Linked DNA regions of Macaca fascicularis: region 2 is linked to region 1. Evidence: chromatin contacts called from public Hi-C data. All regions are on one chromosome and are shown on one strand. The core of a region is the stretch at or near the end of the contact, and the rest is flanking DNA. Distances in the headings are between cores, read along the strand shown. Region 1 holds the start of TESK2 (testis associated actin remodelling kinase 2). Region 2 holds the start of HECTD3 (HECT domain E3 ubiquitin protein ligase 3).

The links. A called contact is a pair of places that touch in the nucleus more often than the background predicts.
Region 2: a contact with region 1 is called in a Hi-C map of liver, with 4 times the contacts expected there. The contact joins the promoter of HECTD3 here to the promoter of TESK2 in region 1. A contact is called at or near these places in 2 of 2 Hi-C or Micro-C datasets (liver and skeletal muscle).

The regions. Positions count from the first base shown.
Region 1 is chr1:189,228,696-189,232,718 of T2T-MFA8v1.1, reverse strand. It overlaps TESK2 (testis associated actin remodelling kinase 2), which reads right to left and starts at 2,388. Exons shown (of 10, transcript XM_065523383.2): 1 at 2,100-2,388.
Region 2 is chr1:189,722,476-189,726,488 of T2T-MFA8v1.1, reverse strand. It overlaps HECTD3 (HECT domain E3 ubiquitin protein ligase 3), which reads right to left and starts at 1,847. Exons shown (of 20, transcript XM_074008557.1): 1 at 1,392-1,847; 2 at 969-1,209; 3 at 695-787; 4 at 62-177. The coding sequence starts at 84. It overlaps UROD (uroporphyrinogen decarboxylase), which reads left to right and starts at 955. Exons shown (of 10, transcript XM_074008561.1): 1 at 955-2,638; 2 at 3,415-3,570; 3 at 3,683-3,762; 4 at 3,839-3,901. The coding sequence starts at 3,861.

The sequences.
Region 1 (4,023 bases), core at 1,139-3,638:
TTCACAGCCAAACTCTGGAGAATAATTTTACTAATTTCTTCCTCAATCCAACATGATCTCACTACTGCCTTCTTTGCCATCCCCACCCTATCAAAACTGCATTTCAGAGGAAACAAGTGACTCCTGATTGCTAAATTCAGGGCAGGCCAGGCATGATGGCTCATGCCTGTAACCCCAGCTCTTTGGGAGGCCAGGGAAGGCAGATAGCTTTGAACTCAGGAGTTCGAGACCAGCCTGGGCAATACAGAGAAACCTCGTCTCTACAAAAAAATACAAAAAATTATCTGGGTGTGGTGGCTCCTGCCTGTGATGCCAGCTACTCAGAAGGCTGAGGATCCGAGATTGCACCACTGCACTCCAGCCTGGGCGACAGAGTGAGACCCTGCCACCAAAGAAAAAAAAAAAAGCTTCTTAATTCTCATTCAGCTGGACCTCGGGAACACATGACATTGATAGTCATCCCCCTCCCTTCTTGAAATCCTTTCTTTGGCTCCTATTATAATGCTGTTATGTTCTAGTTCTTGTCCCATTCCTTTAATCTCTCTTTTTCAGTGTCTATTACCTTTCAAACAATGATGCTCCTTCTGGTCCACAGCTCTTCTCATCTTTCAGTATTACCATTCCAAATACTAAGGCATACAAATATCCCCCATATATTCTCTTGACCCTCAAAATTTATGTATCCAGCTCCAAGCTTTCTCCCAATTTTCAGACCCAAATTTCCAGCTACCCACAGTGAAATAAAAACACCTCAAACTCGGCTGGGAGCAGTGGCTCACGTCTGTAATCCCAGCACTGTGGGAGGCCCAGGTGGGCGGATCACCTGAGGTCAGACTTTCGAGACCAGCCTAGCCAAAGTGGGGAAATCCCGTCTCTGCTAAAAATACAAAAATTAGTCGGGTGTGGTGGCGCATGCCTGTAATCCCAGCTACTCGGTAGTCTGAGGCAGGAGAATCGCGTGAACCTGGGAGGAGGAGGTTGTAGTGGGCTGAGATCGCGCCACTGCAGTCCAGCCTGGGTGACAGAACGAGACTTCGTCAGAAAAAAAAAAAAAAAAAATCCTGAAAGTTAACTTGTTCAAAACCAAATTCATTACCTTCCCTCAAAATTGCTTCTTTATGCTCCCTATTTCAGACGAGATCAGGCGCGTTGAGGGTGGTATGACCGGAGACTATGTTCCCTATTTCAATTAACACTACCGATTCACACCATCAGCCATGTCAGAAACTTCCTACTATTCCTCTCAACTCTATTTTGAAACCTCTTGGAATTTCGTGCCATTCCCTCCCGCCTAGATGAGCACACTCGTTTTCTGCCTACCTGGCCTTTCCGCCTGCACACGGTCTTCACTTTCAATCCTTCCTCTATATTTTCACCAGAGATAATGCAATCATACCAAGCTCCTGCTTACCAAACCTTCAACGGCTCTCCATGCCTGCAGCATAAAGTCCAAATTCCTCAGCAAGTTATTCTCAGAGGTATACAATTTAAAGATTTTTAAATTACACAAACCTGGGTTGCACTTGTAGCGAAATCTGAACACTGGCTTAGTCCAGTCTTCATAGTGAAGAGTAAAAAGCAGAGAGGGGAAAGGAAGGGAGATGATGACAAGGGAGGAAAGAAGAGGGGGAAGGCAGTAGGGTCTGAGGGGAGGGAAGTGTTTTCCCGGGTAGAGGTGATCGTTTTCAAGGGAAGAGTGTGTCGGAGGGAAGTCAAGTGAAGGAACCCAGAACTCTGAGGCCGGAGCGGGTATGCGAGCAGGGAGGCGCTCAGTGGGGAGCTGGAAGTCTCTGAAACAAGAGTTTTCCGAGAAAACGAAAGATCCCTAACGCGAGCGAGGTAACTTCTAATGGGTTCCCAGGTTCTAAGGGGGAGCAGACGTGGCGGGGAGCCTGAGGGAAGTGAGAAGGAAAGGGGAAAGCGGCCGAGAAGGGAACGTCCGCCGCCGCTGAGAGGGGGACCTCTGGGAAGCCGAGGGGTCCCGTCGTGTGCGGAGGGGCGCAGGCGCCTCTGCTCCGGGGCAGAGGAGGTGGAGCGGCCGCGCGCGCGGGCCGGGCAGGATGCCCGGGTTTGTGTCCCCCGTCCTCTCTTCATGTTACCTGAGGCAGGACTGAGCAGCCAGAGGGGTGCGTGCGCGGGCGAGAGGAGGAGACGCCGGCAAAGAGGGAGCATAGTAACCCTCACAGCTCGTTGGTGGCAGCGGCTCCTTAGCCTGCGGAGGCGGTGGGAGCCCCTAGCGCAGAAGCCGGCGACTCAGCTGGGCCAGTGGCGGCGGAGAACGAGGAGACCACTGCCATGGCCCCACAGTCGGGGCCGCTCCCCCCGCCTGTTTGGCGGGGCCAGGAGGACAATCCGACCAGCGAAACCAAGAGGGCAGCTGGTAACTCTGCTGAGCTCCCGGGCCGCGAGAGACTGAAACGCCTACCGGGCCCAGCAGGGGGGCTGGGGGCGGGGTCTCGCTTGACCACGCCCCTCCCTCAAGCCCTCCCTCAGAGTAGCCAATCAACCGTCAACTCCTGATAAACGAGCTAGTGGGATTACCCAATTAGCGCTAGGAATGCCACGTGGTATGAGGGTGGGCACAATGGGCGTCCAGAAAAGCCAATCAACAGCCGTAGGCGCCAACTCCGGAGGACGAAGGGAACCAATAGGAAGGAAGTCGAGGTAAAAACAGAAGAAGCAGTGTGTGGGAAAGACGGAACGGAGGAGGAGGGAATACACCTGGGGGAAACTCAAGTCCAGGAGCCTCTTAGAGGGCGGGGAAGTAAACACAAGATGGACCAATAAAAATGTTAAACACAGAAATGATTGGTAATTGATAAAGCCAATTGAAAATGGACTAGACTGGCGCGGCTTTCGGGTTGGTCAAGGTATAGCTGAGTAAGGAAAAGCGGTAAGAATGCGGCGTCCCGCAGGATCTCAGTATAGTGAGGAGGAAAAAATATATAAATAATAGCGACTTGAAATAGTAAGAGCAATCAGTAGAGCTAAACAAAATGCTAGGGAAGAAATTAATCAGGACTATGAGATTCGGTTAAGTGAAGGCTTGGAGGTAACACTTCAGCTAGCTTGAAAACAGATTTTGAAAGAAAGCTGGTGGGGAATAAGTCGGGATTTTTTGTTTGTTCTGTTGGTTTTTTTTTTTTTTTAAGAAGGGTCTCACTCTGTCGCCCAGGATGGAGTGCAGTGGCGCGATCATGGCTCACTTACAGCCTCAAACTCCTGGACTGAGGTGATCCTCCCAACTCAGCCTCCCCGGGTAGCTGGGACTACAGGGGCACGCCAGCATGCCCGACTAATTTTTTGTATATTTTGTAGAGGTGGGGTTTGCCATGTTGCCCAGGTCTGTGACTCCTGGACTCAAGTGATCTGCCCACGTCGGCCTCCCAAAGTGCAGGGATTACAGGCGTGAGCCACTGCTCCCAACTAAGAATTCTGCCCGCTATTCAAGGCACATATTTATTCTCTCTTTGCATGTGCCTGGACATCAGGAGCTCATAATCTCATGCCTGAAGAGACTGGAACAGGAAGACAGCAAGAGCAAGCAGTATGGGACTTACTGTATTAGCACTCCCAGGGGTTAGAGACTCCTTTTCAGACATCTTAAGACTTCCATCCTCCTGGAAGAGTATAGGTGGTATGCATTCCTGGTGGCAATAAAGTTTAAGAAATATGGCCAGGGCCAGGAGCAGTGGCTCCCACCTGTAATCCCACCACTTTGGGAGGCCGAGGCAGGGGGATCAAGATGTCAGAAGATCAAGACCATCCTGGCCAACATGGTGAAACCTCATCTCTACTAAAAATATAAAAATTAGCTGGGTGTAGTGGCACGCACCTGTAGTCCCAGCTACTCGGGAGGATGAGGCAGGAGAATCGCTTGAGCCTGGGAAGCGGAAGTTGCAGTGAGCCGAGATCGCACCACTGCACTCCAGCCTGGGCGACAGAACAAGTCTCCCTCTCAAAAAAAAAAAAAAAGAAAGAAAGAAAGAAATATGGCCAGGCACGGTGATTCACTTCTATAAT
Region 2 (4,013 bases), core at 598-3,097, 490 kb before region 1:
AGTCTTTGTGAACCCACAGGAATGTGGCTCACCCATCCTGTCCTGCCCAGAGCCTACTTACTTGACAATGGTGCCCTTCTTCATGGTAAGCCGTACCCAGTGCTGGCACTGGGACCCATCGCTCTCCCAGTAGGTATCGGCATTGCTGTCTGTCAGGCAGGATACATTGAACTCCTCCTGGGGAGGGGCAGAGAGGTGGAGTCAGTAGTTACCCTCCCTCGCTGAGCTGGGCTTGTGCTCTGGACCAGGAGGACCAGAGAGAAAGCAGAGTGAAGCTGGGCTAACAGGCAACTGGTATGGGATAGGGGGCCGCTGGGTATGTAGGGGTTCCTACAGACTTCCAAGATAGGGAGCTGAAGTGAGTGTGGCCCGTGGGGACCCTGTTTTGGTCCTGGCCTGGAGGTGGGGGTTCTTTCTGGATCTAGCCTTGAGGGGTGTGACTATATCTTGCCTGGGGTGGGAGGAGCCCCAGCACCCACCGTGTAGGAGGAAACGTCTATGCTCTCCACATACTGCTTCACGCTACCCAGGTTCTCATCCTCCTTGCCCAGGTGGTCATACAAGAAGTGGATCAGGTCCTCGTCGCACTCGTAGGTCCATGTCGGGGGTACATAGCTAAGCAACCCCAAGCCCCTAATTAGACTGGGCCCAGACGCAGAGCTCCTTCCTCCCCACCCCATTCCAGCTCACTCACAGTAGCCTTTGTACAGCTTCTGCGTATGCCTCTGCTGGCTGAGGTCTCGATCCCAGGCGATGTGAGTATGTCAGGTCCACCACCTGTTCCCACCTGTGGGCACAGAGTAGGGAGTGGGAAAGGGAGACATCAGCGGGCAGCAGGACACTACCTCCATGCCGTGTAGCCTTCTCCTGGGCTCTATCTCCCGGTCTCCAGACGCCCCACCCGAGCCCCCTTCATGTCCCGCCCCTTCCTGTTCTTAACCCTGCCTCCACTCCAGTATCCCACCCACCCCAGGGTGCGGCTGAAGTGTTCCCAAGCCGTCCTGGCCTGGCCTTCGGACAGCAAGCCCCGCTCCTTCAAGTGCAGGACCTGAGCACCGGCCGATAATCCACGCCAAAGAGCTGCTGCTGCCGCTGGAGGTGGTTGGGAGTGTCGATGGGTACCAGGCGGGCTCCGCCCTCCGCCGGGCGGCACACCAGCAGCCAGCCTTCCTGCAGCCCGCAGTCGCCCAGGTGCTCTGCCAGCTGCTCCTGCCGGGACGCGCCGGATGGGGACAGCCGTCAGGGAACTGCCCAGCCGCCTGTCCTACCCAGCCCAGGGCAAAGGGCACCGAACGCAATGCCAACTCAATACAGGGGAGGAAAGGGAAACAGCCAGAGGTTTCTCTGGCCCCGGGGGTCTTTTACCTGGTCCTGGGTGGGGAAGAGCTCACCTTTGTCAGCTTCACCCAGAGCCCGTGGCCGTTGCACAGCTCCTCGCCCGTGGTGCGCACGCAGGCGCCGCGCCGGAGCTCGATGCTGTCGCGGGCGGCGCGGAGGGGCCCGGAGCCGGTTCCGGGGGCTGGGCCTGCGGCGCCCACACGCAACCCCAGGCCCTCTGCCTCCCACACGGGCAGGAGCACGCGCGACGGTCCTGCCGGGTCCTTGTAAAGCTTGTAGAGCACCTCTTGCGGCACGAAAGCCAGCGCTGCCGGCAGCGGCCGCCCAGCGCGGAGGCTCCGCGCTGCCTCCGCCAAGAAGCGCACGCGGCCCAGCAGCTGCCGCGGGGACTCCAGCACCGCGCCCGGGCCAGGACCCGCCATGGCTAAGTGGCGGAGGTGAGCGCCTAAGGGCGATCCTACCCGGTGAACAGCTGGCGCGACCGCGGACGGAGCTTCCCACCACGCCCTGCCCCGCCTTTGGCCAGCCTTCGCCGTATGTTCTGGACTAAGCGCACCCAGCGCTCACCGTATTGCACTGTGTACTCCTACACTCAATCATATTACCTACCTCTGTGCCACCCTAACCCAGCCGACCAAACCCAAGATTGGTGATTTCTACCTGATCAATCTCCTTCTCTCCATTTCCTTGCTACTACCATTTTATCTCTACTGCTACTACCCTCATTCAATAACCGTTCTATCTGGCCTGGATCATTGCCAACATTTTTCTGGTTCTTCGGCCTGCTCTTTTTCCTCCCACTCCCAACGAATTTGCTGGACTCCCTATCCTATAGGTGGTGTGACTAAAATGTTTGAGACAATGGCTCCTTCCCCTGCCACTGACAGGAGTCTTGAGTCATTCGGGTTCTGTTTGTCACTCCTAATCCCAAGGACACTGGTAATCGTTATTCATTTTAATGTGATTACTGATTTCTGTTTTCCCAGTCTTATAGCTTCTTAAAGACCGGGGCTGTCTTGAGCAGAGCTAACCTCTACACCTACTGTAGGTCCAGGCTCTTAGTAGGTAATGTAAGTATATGACGATTTCAGTTTCCTGAGCAGCCTGGTTCCATCATCCTCAGTATGCCTGGCTGAATAAGACTATTAGAATCATGAGTGGGACTTGAGCCAAGCCTCCGGATACCCAGACCGTCAGATGAGAACAAATTCCTCATGTCACCGTAACATACAGTTACAGCGGAGTTCTCTTTTCAGCGTTTGTTGTTGCGTCGCTACAGCGGACTTTACGGTGAAAAAAGGTAGGGGTCCTACGGGCAGCAGCCAGGGCAGCCCTGGAGCTGTCGCGGGAGTCTGATCATGTGATCTTCAACATGGCGACGCCCTTGATTCCCTACAGAAAGGGGCGGAGCCTGGACGGGGTGGGGGCAGGCTCACATTCAGGTTAAGTTGCGAATTGAGCTCGCAGTTACAGACAGCTGACCATGGAAGCGAACGGGTTGGGGTGAGTTCTCCAGAGCACGCGGTGTGGCTAGTTGAGCTTCTGAGTCTTCCAACTCAGGACTCTATCCCTGTACTCCCCTTTCCCCACCTTGGAGATCTCTCAACCTGGACTCTGTTAGCTGGGATCCTGAATCCTAAAACCATGGATTTTTGAGACGTTCATCCCAGGGGCCTTAATTCAAGGGATGCCTCAGGATTTCCAACCAGGATCTCTATTCTGGGACCATCAACTCTCATCCCTCTTTATCCCCCAGCCTGGGGATCTCTCAGCCTCTGAACCAGCCCAGTGACATTCCCGTTTCTGAGACTCCGTAGTCCGAAGACCCCCAAACTATCCTTCCTGGGCCTTATTTCCTCCCCCTAGTCCCTCTAGTTGCTTCGAGCTTGGGAGAGTAGGGACTAAGTGGAGGGAAGAGGCCCCAGGGCGGGCCCTTCTAGAGTTTGTGCACCACCTGATAGGCAGAGAGGCGGCGGAACGGGCGGAAAGCCAGGGTTTGGGAGCTGGCCTGGAGGAGGTAGATAGCGGTCCTCGACTAAATCAGCCTTATGAATCCGCACTTTACCCAACCTCCAGCCTAGCATACTGACACCTACCCCTACCCCCACCTGATTGCCAGACCTCAGGGTTTTCCGGAGCTGAAGAATGACACATTCCTGCGAGCAGCCTGGGGAGAGGAAACAGACTACACTCCCGTTTGGTGCATGCGCCAGGCAGGCCGTTACTTACCAGGTAAGAGGCCCTGGAAATCTAGATAAAACTCCGGAAGGCGAAAAGTTTTCAAGGGGCAGGGGAGGGCTCTGGAGGGCCTCAAGGCTGAGCCCCGTCTTCCCTCTGTATGCAGAGTTTAGGGAAACCCGGGCTGCCCAGGACTTTTTCAGCACTTGTCGCTCTCCTGAGGCCTGCTGTGAACTGACTCTGCAGGTGAGGGGTGCACAAAAGAGGGAAAGATTTATGCCTTCAGTCTGCCACCTAGCAACCCGTCTCCTGTTTCCTACAGCCACTGCGTCGCTTCCCTCTGGATGCTGCCATCATTTTCTCCGACATCCTTGTTGTACCCCAGGTACCTACTCAAATCTGATCCTGGAATATAATCCAAGGACCCCTTGAAAATCCTTCTATCAGTCCAGTCAAGGTTTACAATAAGCACTTATCCTAACTGGATCGAGGGAAAA